Regions from separate parts of the Sus scrofa genome. Here regions 2 and 3 are each linked to region 1. Evidence: chromatin contacts called from public HiChIP or PLAC-seq data. All regions are on one chromosome and are shown on one strand. Each heading gives the region's core, a stretch centred on a gene start, on an enhancer-like site or on the middle of the called end of the contact. The rest is flanking DNA. Distances are from core to core; before and after follow the strand shown. Region 1 holds the start of ITGAL (integrin subunit alpha L). Region 2 holds the start of DCTPP1 (dCTP pyrophosphatase 1). Region 3 holds the start of ZNF768 (zinc finger protein 768).

Region 1 (3,652 bases), core at 1,083-3,582:
ATCAAACCCGCAACTTCATGGTTCCTAGTCGGATTCGTTTCCGCTGCGCCACGACAGGAACTCCTCTTCCTTCTTTTCAATATCTCTTTTTGAGCATCAAGTCTCACAGGCATCAATATCACACTCTATCAAGTTCTTACCAAAAGACTGTTCGTTGTGGGATCTGTCGCCAAGGTCATTCCCAAGTACTTGGAGGTATAGTTGGAACCTGTTGGCACCAGAAGATTGGTCTGAAGGAACTTAGACAATCCAGGTGTGGCAGGGGGCAGCCTTGATTTCCTGACATTCCTCCCAGCTCCCGAACCAGTTACTCACCACTTGGTGTGACTTGCATGCATTGTCCATTGTCTGGCTGACACTGATAGAGGCTTCCCATGCTGTTCCCCTCACCTGGAGCTCCCACGAAAACCCTGATGAGAAATCTCACTTGTGAGATGGAGTTGGTCACCCACATCCTACCTATTAAGGGGGTTCAGATCCCCCACAAGGTATCTCAAAGCAGCCACTCCCCATCTCTCAGCCCCCACCTTTTCCCTACTTAATCCCAGATAAAAAAAAATCCAATATGTCACAATTCTTAAAAGTTAAAGATCTTTTCTATTAACAGTCCAGAAAAACAGAGGTCCAGAGAATGATTTTTCAGAATGTCACATTACGAGTTCATTCAATTAGACATCAACTCAACTCATTTATGGCCTAACTGCTTTGTGCTAGGCTGTGGTCTGTACTAGGGATGGGGTAAGGGGCTGGAAAGAGAAACAGAATCCCTGCCTTCAAGGAGCGCACCCTTTAGTCTGGGAGAGAATGGGGAATCTGGAAGTGCAGCAAAGCACTTTAGGGGTGGTGATACATTTCTCTTGGATTTAGGCACTTATGGCACTTTAACGATGGATGGTCCTTATCCTACTACCCCATGGTCCTGCTCCTGATTCTTGGAAATCCCACCACGGACTCCTCGAAACTGTTCAGAGGACTGTTTAGAAACTGCCAGGGCGCAGGGCAGGGAGGGCCTGCGGGGGGCAGCTCACCCATTTCCAACCTGCAGGACACGGTACCCAAAGTGCCTGCCGGCGAGTGGGAAGGAGAAGTGTTGTACGTGCCGCACGTCCAGGTTGTAGCTCCAGGCGGCGGCTGTGGGAGACCAGGAGCCTGTCAGCCACTTCCGGTCAGGGACCACCAACCCCGCCCCAACCCCACCCCCCGGCCCTGGAGTGCCGGGCGCTGATTGGCTGCCGCCCACGTGCCCCAAGTGGGCGGCCAGACCCGCAAGGACCTGGCTTTCTTCTCCCCGGGGGTTCCCCAACAGCAGGGCAGGAATCCGTTCCCTGGCCCGCTCCTTGAGGGCCCGGACTCCAGCAAATATGGAAGCAGGGATGCCTTCCTACCCAGACCTCTGGCGGCGCCAGAGCCTGGGAAAGACACACAATTTCCCGTTTGTTTGCTCGGCAAAGAAAGACGAATGAGAAGGTGGAGGAGCAAAGCGAAGGCCACCGCTCCCCACCCCAACCAGGCAGTCAGAATGTCCCAAGGCGGGTACATTTTCCTATGTGTCCACTTCTCCCTTAGGCCTGAGGGCCAGTTACCCTGAAAATCAGATAATTGGTCTCAGACTTCCTCCTGGTGAAAGTGCAAGATCCCTTGATACTGTGACGCTTCCTCCATGCTCTCATCTAATGGTCCCTCACTCCCCACCGGACCATGGACCACCCTCTCCCGTTAACTATTAGATCTCAAATTCCCCCGTGACATCCCTCACTTCAGTGAGCCTAGGCGTCATCTGAAAGTCCCAAACTCCTTTCCCGCCCTGCTTTCCTTCCACGCCTCAGGCTAATATCCAAGCATCCTAGGTATCAGAGATGCTCGTCCTGTCCTTTATTCACATGGAGAAACTGGGGCCCAGAAAGGGTAAAGGTTTTGCCTAAGATGGCACAGAGAGGTGATGCTTCTCTGGGAGGGACCAGATCCTGGACCAGCTCTAGGGACCCATTAACCACTGACCTTTTTTAAAGGGCCCTCTCCCCTATCTCTCATCATTCTCACCTTTCTTTCCCTTCTCTGTCTTTTCCTTCATACCTTGCCCATGCTTTCTTTGCCGGCTTCTTCCTCCAGACTTCCTGTGCTTCGCTTTACCAATGAAATGGCCCATCCTACCCTCAGAACAGCTGCACATTTACTCTGGTTCCACAAAGCCCTGCAGTTTCCCTGGTCACAGGCACAGGTCCCTTCCCCTCCCCACCTCCCTTGCCTACCAAAGAGAAAAGGCCCGGACAGCAGCAGCCTCATCACGATGATGCAGGAGTTCATCTTTGAAGCTTCTGGAGGGACCATACCCAGGCGAAGTCTCAGAGGGCCCCTGGGATTTGCTGGCAACCCAGACAGGGTGAAAGACGGAAATGATAGAGCCCCTGGGGCCTCTTGCAATGGAACTTTCTCACTGAGGCACCAGGCTGCTGACACTGGGTTGGGGTGGGTGGTGATGGGAGGGCTGTACATGAAGGGTTGTGAAACCACACGGGTTCAGAGAGGAAGTGTAAGCAGGTTAGAGACACTTCCTGTGCCTGCTTTGCATTTTCATATCATCTGCCCATGAGCTTAAAGCATATTAAAGCTCAGCAGAGGACTAGTCCAGTAAACTCTAGTACAGCTATAATGGAAAGCTATGCGGTCGCCAGAAAGAATGAAGAAAGAAAGAAAGAAGGTGGTGGGGGGGAATAATGAGACAGCTTTCTCCTGACATTGAAGGAGGCCCATGATGAAGAAAAAGAACAAGTTACAGAACACTGTATTTTAGGAACTCATCTCGGGGCTAAAAAAAACCAAAAAATTATTTCCGCAGAATGGGAGATAAATGATTTGCAAGTTATTGCTCTGATATGGGACTTGTATTTAGAATATATAAAGAACTCTTGTAACTCAACAATAAAAACACAACCCAGGTTTTTTTGTTTGTTTGTTTGGTTGGTTGGTTTTTTGTCTTTTGTCTTTTGTCCTTTTAGGGCCGCACCAGTGGCATATGGAGGTTCCCAGGCTAGGGGTCGAATCAGAGCTACAGCTGTAGGCCTAAGCTGCAGCCACAGCAATGCCAGATCCAAGCCGTGTCTGCAACCTACACCACAGCTCACAGCAACGCCGGATCCTTAACCCACTGAGCAGAGCCAAGGATGGAACCTGTGTCCTCATAGATGCTAGTCTGGTTTGTGAACCACTGAGCCACAGTGGGAACTTCAAGACCACCCAGCTTTTTAAGTGGGTGAAGAATTTGAATAGACATTTCTCCAAAGACAGTATATAAAATGGCCATTCTGGCATTCCTGTTGCGGCTCAGTGGTAACGAACCTGACTAGTATCCATGAGGATGCAGGTTTGATCCCTGGCCTCACTCAGTGGGTTAAGGAGCCATCGTTGCTGTGGTGTAGGTCACAGATATGACTCAGATCTGGCATTGCTGTGGCTGTGGTGTAGGCCGGCAGCTGCAGCTCTAATTCGACCCCAGTCTGGGAACTTCCATGTGCCATGGGTCCGGCCATAAAAAGAAAGAAAAAAAAAAAAAAAAAAGGCCACTGAGCATTTGAAAATGTTCAGTATTATTAGTCATGAGGGAAATGCATATCAAAACTGAAAGATATCACTTCACACCCACAAGGATGGCTAG
Region 2 (3,703 bases), core at 297-2,796, 39 kb after region 1:
AAGTAGCTCAGTAACTTTACCAAAGATCCAAGTCCTTTCTGTCCTGCCATCTACCAGTCCCAGCTTGTGGACCAGCTGTCCTCACAACCTGATCCTCACATACCAGCATCTAAGGCGGGGAGTTCCTGTCGTGACTCAGTGGTTAATGAACCCGACTAGTATCCCTGAGGACTCGGGTTCGATCCCCAGCCTCTCTCAGTGGGTTAAGGATCTGGCGTTGCCATGAGCTGTGGTGTAGGTCACAGACGTGGCTTGGATCTGGCGTTGCTGTGGCTGTGGTGTAGGCCAGCAGCTGTAGCTTTGATTCAACTCTTAGCCTGGGAACCTCCATATGCTGTGGGTGTGGCCCTAAAAAGACAAAAACAAACAAAAAACACCCAAAAAACAAAAAACCATCTAAAGGTGGAAACACCCTATGTCCTAGGAACCTTTCTCAGAAGTTGCCAACAGACTTCTAACTTCTGTCAAGAACTGGGCCACATGCTCACCCATAAAACTGGTCAATGGCCAGGGTCATGGGACTATGTGGTCAATCAAGTAGAGGAGGGGAGACCCCAGAACAGCATCATGGCTCTGCAAGGATGGAGCAGGGGAAGGGCAGTTATTAGCACATCTTCCCTGGCCCATGCCATCTGTTTTTTAAAATGATTTTTATTTTTTCCATTATAGTTGGTTTACAGTGTTCTGTCAATTTTCTACTGCACAGGTGACCCAGTCACACAAATACGCATTCTTTTTTCTCACATTATTCTCCATCACGTTCTATCACAAGTGATTAGATACAGTTCCCTGTGCTATACAGCAGGATCTCATTGCTTATCCACTCCAAATGCAATAGTTTGCATCTATTAAGTCGCATGCAATCTAAAGTTGCCCCACTTTTCACAATATTTAAATACTGTAACATTAAAAATTTTTTTTTCATGGAGTTCCCGCCGTGGCGCAGTGATTAACGAATCCGACTAGGAACCATGAGGTTGCGGGTTCGGTCCCTGCCCTTGCTCAGTGGGTTAATGATCCGGCGTTGCTGTGAGCTGTGGTGTAGGTTACAGACGCGGCTCGGATCCCGCGTTGCTGTGGCTCTGGCGTAGGCTGGCGGCTACAGCTCCGATTCGACCCCTAACCTGGGAACCTCCATATGCCGCGGGAGCGGCCCAAAGAAATAGCAAAAAGACAAAAATAAATAATAAATAAATTCCCCTTTCTTGTTTAAACCCCTCACTTCTGGCCCTCTCCACCGGCCTCCCCAACCCGTCATTTCGCTTTGGCGCCATCTGGCGCCCAAAAGGGAAGTGACACGCCTGCGCTCTCCTGCCCTCAGCCCTTTGTTTCTTCCCCTAGCTGAATCTGGTACCTATACCTTTAAGATGCTTAGCAAGCCTGAACAACTCGAGGGCCGGAGCCTAGGAACGCCCGCTTGAAGTTCTCTTAGGTTGCTCCAGTCCGGGTAAGGGGCGGGCTGTAGCTAACTCCACAGAAGTAATTGGTCTTTCCTTAGGCTCCGCCCCCGTGAAGCAATCGCGAACGCCTGTGATTGGTCATGGGCTCTGGAGGCGGGGGCTCTGAGCTTGGCCCCGGGCTCTCTGGGGCAGTCCCGGCTGCAGCGCGGTGGTCAGCATGTCCGAAAGTGGGGAGACGCATGAGGACTCTGGGGGAGAGGGCTTTGCCGCCGCCGGCTCCTTCAGCTTCAGCTCGGAACCCACGCTCGAGGACATGTAAGCTGTCCTTGCCCCATCTGGGCTGGGGAGATCTCCCCCTTTCTCCTTCCTATTGCGCTCCTATTGAGGAGGATCCCTCCACGTGGTCGGGAGGAAGGCTAGCAGCTATGCTCGGGTCCCAGCGCTGCTGGCTGACCCCGGGCGAACATTCTAACCAACTGGTCTGCAAAATGGGCTTAACAAGGCACACCTGAACATTGTTACCTACTAGTTAAGAGTCCGACGCCACTACTGCCCTGCCCCTGCCTTCCAGGAGCAGGAGGTAGGATGAGGGCAAATATAGTGCTGAGAGGTGGAGATGTTTCTTTCTTGAGGAAATCTAGGAGGGCATCTTAGGGGAAGTGTCCTGGCGCTGCATTCTGTAAAATCAGTAACATTTAGATATGCAGAGATTGGAATACTCTACGTGGAGGAAACTGCAGAAGAAGCAGTAGGAAGTGGAATAATGGAAAAGAGGGAATTACTAGGTTTCAATAACTTAGGGTCTGTGTAAGGACACACACATCTCATAGATGAGGAAACCAAGTCCCCTAAAGAAGAAATGGCTTGTTCATGCCATCCAAGGAATTAGTTGCACAATCTCCTCTGATACCCATGCCCCCATTACATATTACTGAGGTACCTGCTGGGTCCCTGCATCTCCTCCCCAGTCCCCTAACCTTGGGACCTGGACTTCTACCCCTTCCTCCTATTCCAGCCGCCGCCTCCATGCCGAGTTTGCTGCTGAACGAGACTGGGACCAGTTCCATCAGCCTCGGAACCTCCTCCTGGCCTTGGTGGGAGAAGTGGGAGAACTGGCAGAGCTCTTGTGAGTAGATGAAAGGCTTTCTGGAAGAGTCTGTGTGTTGGGGAGGGGAGGGTTTATTTGACCATCAAATATCCCTGGATTCAGTTCCCCCTCCTCACAACAAAACGCTGTGCCTGTTTGCTAGAGATACAGAGATAACTTATGGGTCCCTGTCCTCTAGGGATGCCCAGTCTGCTAGGAGAGAAAAGTCTGAAACCAGCAAGGGACATCCAGGTCTAAGAAGGGATGGTGGCGATCTTCCTTTACCTGTCTCCCGTTGTGGCTCAGTGGTTAACGAAACCGACTGGGAACCATGAGGTTGCGGGTTTGATCCCTGGCTTTGCTTACTGGATTAAGGATCCGGTGTTGCCGTGAGCTGTGGTGTAGGTCGCAAACGCAGCTTGGATCCCACATTGCTGTGGCTCTGGTATAGGCCAGCGGCTACAGCTCCGATTGGCCCCCTAGCCTGGGAACCTCCATATGCCACAGATGCGGCCCTAGAAAAGGCAAAAAGACCACAAAAAAAAAGAAGAAGAAGACCTGCCCATAACATTCCAGACAGGGGGTACTGTTTGCAAAGATGGTGAAGTGGGAAGGGGCAAGTTAAATTCTGGGAGAATGTAAGATTGCATCAGTGTAACCTTCTTGAGGAAGGGCAAGGATTCTGTATCCATTTGTTTGTTTGTTTTTAGGGCTGCACCTGCAGCATATGGAAGTTCCTGGGCTAGGAGTCAAATCCGAGCTGGATCTGCTGACCTAGGCCACATCCACCGCAACGCTGGCTCCGAGCTTCATCTGTGACCTACACCCCAGCTCACAGCAACGCCAGATCTTTAACACACTGGCTGAGGTCAGGGATCGAACCCACATCCTCATGGATACTAGTTGGGTTCTTAAGCAGCTGAGCCACTGCGGGAACTCGGGATTTCGTATCTGTTTTGCTCACTGGCCCGCGTAGGTGCTCAGTGTATATCCACTGAGGCTGTGGGGGAGACAGAGGATGATAGAATCAGGGCTGGCAAGTCATGGAGACATGCTGAGGTTTGAGTGGTGGAAAGATCACTGTGTCTGTAGAGTGGATTGGATCCCCAAGTGAATTGTGTCAGGGGAGACCCGTGAGGAGGCTGGTGTAGATCAAGCCAAAGGCGGTGAGGTCTGAGCCAAGGCATTCACTGTCAAATGGGGAAACGAGGACTCA
Region 3 (3,884 bases), core at 1,362-3,861, 47 kb before region 1:
TTTCTGTTACCTCAGATCCTCTTCAGTCAACAAGGGCATCCTTGTAGCATCTGATTGAGGCCTCTTAGAGGGCTAGAGGGCTTGTCTTTGACATGTAGGAAGGAAGAAATTCACACAGGAGCCCCTCTCACACTGAGAACTTTTGTTAGGGCTCTTTCCAGGGGGAGCCAAATTGGCCAGACCAGAAACGGTGGATGCACACTGACTAGCTCTGGCACAGTGCTGATGCATGCCAGGGGATGATGCTGTGGCCAAAGTGGCTGCCCAGCTCAGGACAAGCACAGGGTCAAGTTGGAACCCTCATCAGGGGCTTCCCTGTGCTTAGAGCCTGTCACTGCTATGGGCACGTGGGAGGCACAAGCTGGCTGCCTCTTGAAGGCCCACTGCATAGAGAGGACCAGTCTTGGAGGAGGCTGCATGGAGGTTGGCCAGGTACTAGTGAGACTGACTTTTCCCATGGAAATGCTGGTGCCAGAGCAGATTGGAGCCCTGACCCAACTTCTGCTACAAGTGGAGCTTGTGGCCCATGCTATGAAGAGTACAGGCAGTGGACCACGTCAGGGCTGAGGCTGGAGGGCTTGCACACACTTTGCAGGGCATGGCTTGTGCTCCTGTGTGCATTTCCTGGCGGGTAAGCAGGTTGGAGGTCAGAGAGAAGTGCCTCATGACAAAGACTTATTTGGAAGTTTCTTTTGTGGCTCAGGGGTAATGACTTGTATCCATGAGGATGTGGGTTCGATCCCTGGCCTCGCTCAGTGGGTTAAGGATCTGGCGTTGCCATGAACAGTGGTGTAGGTTGCAGACACAGTTTGGATACTGTGTTGCTGGGGCTGTGGAGTAGGCCAGCAGCTGTAGCTCCGATTCGACCCCTAGCCAGGGAACTTCCATATGCTGCAGGTGTGGCCCTAAAAAGCCAAAGGAAAAAAAAGAAGCAGCAGCAAAGCAAAAGGCTTGTCTCTCATCTGTGCTTTGGGAATGACCAGGAGGTGATCAGGTCCAGCTTTGCCCATACTCAGGGTACCTGTAGGGTGTTCTGCCCATGTAGGCTCTCTAGCGCTGGGCTCTGTGGGTCATTCTCTGCAAAGACAGACATTGGGATGGGAGAAAGGCATGGAGCTATAAGCTGTTCTGGAGGGCAGAGAAGTACTCACTTTATTTGTAGGAAGACACCTGTCTGTGATTGTAAGCCTTTACTGAGATGGCTTCTCTCCAGCGTTTCACCACTTGGGATTCTCCAAATTCTTGTTCTCATCTCTTTTTAGAAGAATAGAAGACGCCATGTTTCCTCCTAACCAGTTTCTTCCCTTCCTTTGTCTGGGAAGGCAACGAGAAAACACACTCTATAGTTCTTGCATCATCCCCATAGGAAGAATCTGGCTCATTCATTGTCAGGAACACTGCCAACTAATTTCAGTAGCAAGGGTTGGATCCTCTTAAGTTCTCTTTCCAGGGTCATTTTTTTCCTTGATTCAAAACTGCACCTACGGCAGTGCTTCTCAGGTTCTCTTCCTCTACAAGCCTCTATGCAAGTCGGACAGGCCTGCAAAGTCTTAAAGGCTGTCTTAAAGGCCACATGATTCTCTCTTGGTCCACTTCCCTTCCTGAACTCTATTACCTTCACCTGAAGGGATTCCCAAAGATCCTTGCCTCTCTGTGAGAAAAGCCAGGAACCAGAGATTAAGACTCCAGATATGGCGTTAAACTCAGGGAAGGTGGAGGGGAGAGGCAGGGTAACAGAAAAGGAAGCAGCCTTCTCTCTTTGGCAGTATCCCTCCGATGGGCCCCATCAGCACCTGGAACCTGTGGGGAGAAGGAAGGTGCTAGGAAGCAGAGTGTGGGCAGAGGCCGGGGAGGAAGGGTGTCTGTCCTCAGATCCCTCGGCTTTCGGTCTTCGGAAAGATAAAACTTAATGAGGCGTAAACGGGGGCGGGAAAAGATCTGAAAGCACAGGCCGGTCTAGAAGGGAGACGCCAGGGACCTCCCTCCTACTCCTCCCGCAGGCATTTCTGGAGCACCGGGGAGGTGGAACCGGCCTGCGCACCCCGCAACCAATAAGAAAACTGCCTCGCGTTCCCTGGCGACCATTAACTCCTAGCAGTTGGTGTAGTGGGAGGGGGCGGGATGGTGAGAGCACGAGCTCCACCGGCCAATCGCGGAGCTCGCTGAGAGGTAGGGGCGGTGTCTCTGGAAACGGAGGCGGGGTTGTTTCCTTGGCAACGGTCCTAGCCCTCACCGAGGGGGGAAGGGTGGCGATTAGGAGGAGCAGAGAGAGTAGGGGGCCGGGAGGAGTCGGGGAGGGCGCGCATGGGGTGGGGGTGTACAGTTCGAGGAGGGGTTCCCAGACTCGGGAGACTCGATGAGCCTAAGTTGGGGGGCGTCTATCCAGTTTCCCGAGGCGCGGCCAGAGCTGACCCCAAGGCCGGGGAGGGGAGGGGAGCTAGACGCCGCCCCCGCTGGCGCCGGGAAGCGTCGCTCCTTCTCGCTGACCTTGGTCTCGCTAGTTGCCTCGCCCTTGGCCACAGGCACTGAGGGACGCAGGGCCCGGAATACGGACAGATAGGCCCTCAGGCGGACGGAGACCTAGCACATAGGCACACAAACTGCCCCAGCCTTTCCTGGCGCCTGCAGGGCGCCCCGTCCTCCCCTACCTCGACGCCCGGGCCATCCAGCCCAGGGTTAATGCCAACGAGTTTCCACCTCCAGCCGCTCCTAGAGAGGCCGCGGCGCTAGCCAGCGGGGGAAACTGGCCGCGGACGGACACTTCCTGTGCGGAGGGGAGGGGGTCGGCCAGCCGCAGCCCTGCCCGGGCTGGGGGGCCAGACGGCGGGGTCTCGGGCGGGGAGCGGTATCCCGGGGCGGCAAGGCGAGTCGCGAAGCCCCTCACCTCCGAGGCCACAACGCACGAGGGCCTGAGGAGACCCCAGGGCAAGCCGAGTCCTTGTGGGTGGGGGCGGGGCCGCGGGTAGGGGAGGGGCCCGGCCGGCCGGAGAGGCCCAGGGTCAAGACGTCCGGCCTCTGGGGCCGACGCTGGGCAGCCAGGTCCCCTGGGCGGCGCTGAGCGGGCGGGCGGCGAGGGCCTGGGTCTCAGGGCACTCAGACCCGGGTCGCAGGATCGTCCGCCATCGCCGCCGCCACCGCCGCACTGGGAGCCGGCGGGGATGGAACGGGAGGCGTCGCCATGGGGCCTCGAGCCCCAGGATGTGCAAAGTCGTGACGAAATGGGGAGCCCCGAAGGGTCCCTCAAAGGTGAGGGAGGGAGCGCCCCTCCGAGGAGCGTGCCTGGGAGCGGGAGAGGGGGCTGCAGGGAGGGGAAAAGAGCCGGGGGCTTGGACACCTGGGACCTGGAGGAGGCGGGGGGCGGGGACCTGGTGTCCTGGATTTGCTGAGGGGGTGGTGGGAATTTCAGCACTTGCTCGAGGGCCAGCGACCCTGCTTGAGGAGGAGAAAAAGGCTTGTGGCAACTAGTGGTGGGACCCAGAGACCTTCCATGCCCCACACAATCTGGGTTTTCTGTAATTTTCTGATCCTGCAGGCAACATGAGTGAGAATGAGGAAGAGGAAATTTCTCAGCAAGAAGGCACTGGGGACTATGAGGTCGAAGAGATACCCTTTGGGCTTGAACCCCAGAGCCCTGGGTTTGGGTCACAAAGCCCAGAGTTTGAACCCCAAAGCCCCAGGTTTGAGCCTGAAAGCCCAGGTTTTGAGTCCCGAAGCCCTGGGTTTGTGCCCCCAAGCCCTGAATTTGCGCCCAGAAGCCCTGAATCAGATTCTCAGAGCCCCGACTTTGAATCCCAAAGCCCTGGGTACGAACCCAAGAGCCCTGGGTATGAACCCAAGAGCCCTGGATATGAACCCCGGAGCCCTGGGTATGAACCCAAGAGCCC

What was found. HiChIP or PLAC-seq counts read pairs in DNA pulled down with a chosen protein or histone mark.
Region 2: a contact with region 1 is called in an H3K27ac HiChIP or PLAC-seq map of alveolar macrophages. The contact joins the promoter of DCTPP1 here to the promoter of ITGAL in region 1. A contact is called at or near these places in 2 of 47 Hi-C or Micro-C datasets (embryonic fibroblasts and liver) and 1 of 2 datasets of contacts at active chromatin or transcription factors (alveolar macrophages).
Region 3: a contact with region 1 is called in an H3K27ac HiChIP or PLAC-seq map of alveolar macrophages. The contact joins the promoter of ZNF768 here to the promoter of ITGAL in region 1. A contact is called at or near these places in 1 of 5 promoter capture datasets (fetal liver), 2 of 47 Hi-C or Micro-C datasets (embryonic fibroblasts and epiblast stem cells) and 1 of 2 datasets of contacts at active chromatin or transcription factors (alveolar macrophages).

The regions. Positions count from the first base shown.
Region 1 is chr3:17,855,561-17,859,212 of Sscrofa11.1, forward strand. ITGAL (integrin subunit alpha L) reads right to left here and starts at 2,333. Exons shown (of 31, transcript NM_001044608.1): 1 at 2,250-2,333; 2 at 1,029-1,131; 3 at 316-410; 4 at 141-208. The coding sequence starts at 2,304.
Region 2 is chr3:17,894,880-17,898,582 of Sscrofa11.1, forward strand. It overlaps DCTPP1 (dCTP pyrophosphatase 1), which reads left to right and starts at 1,547. Exons shown (of 3, transcript XM_003354540.4): 1 at 1,547-1,715; 2 at 2,416-2,526. The coding sequence starts at 1,618.
Region 3 is chr3:17,808,723-17,812,606 of Sscrofa11.1, forward strand. It overlaps ZNF768 (zinc finger protein 768), which reads left to right and starts at 2,612. Exons shown (of 2, transcript XM_005653012.3): 1 at 2,612-3,246; 2 at 3,533-3,884. The coding sequence starts at 3,159. It overlaps LOC102158302 (a long non-coding RNA gene), which reads right to left and starts at 2,263. Exons shown (of 2, transcript XR_002342367.1): 1 at 1,616-2,263; 2 at 1,130-1,314.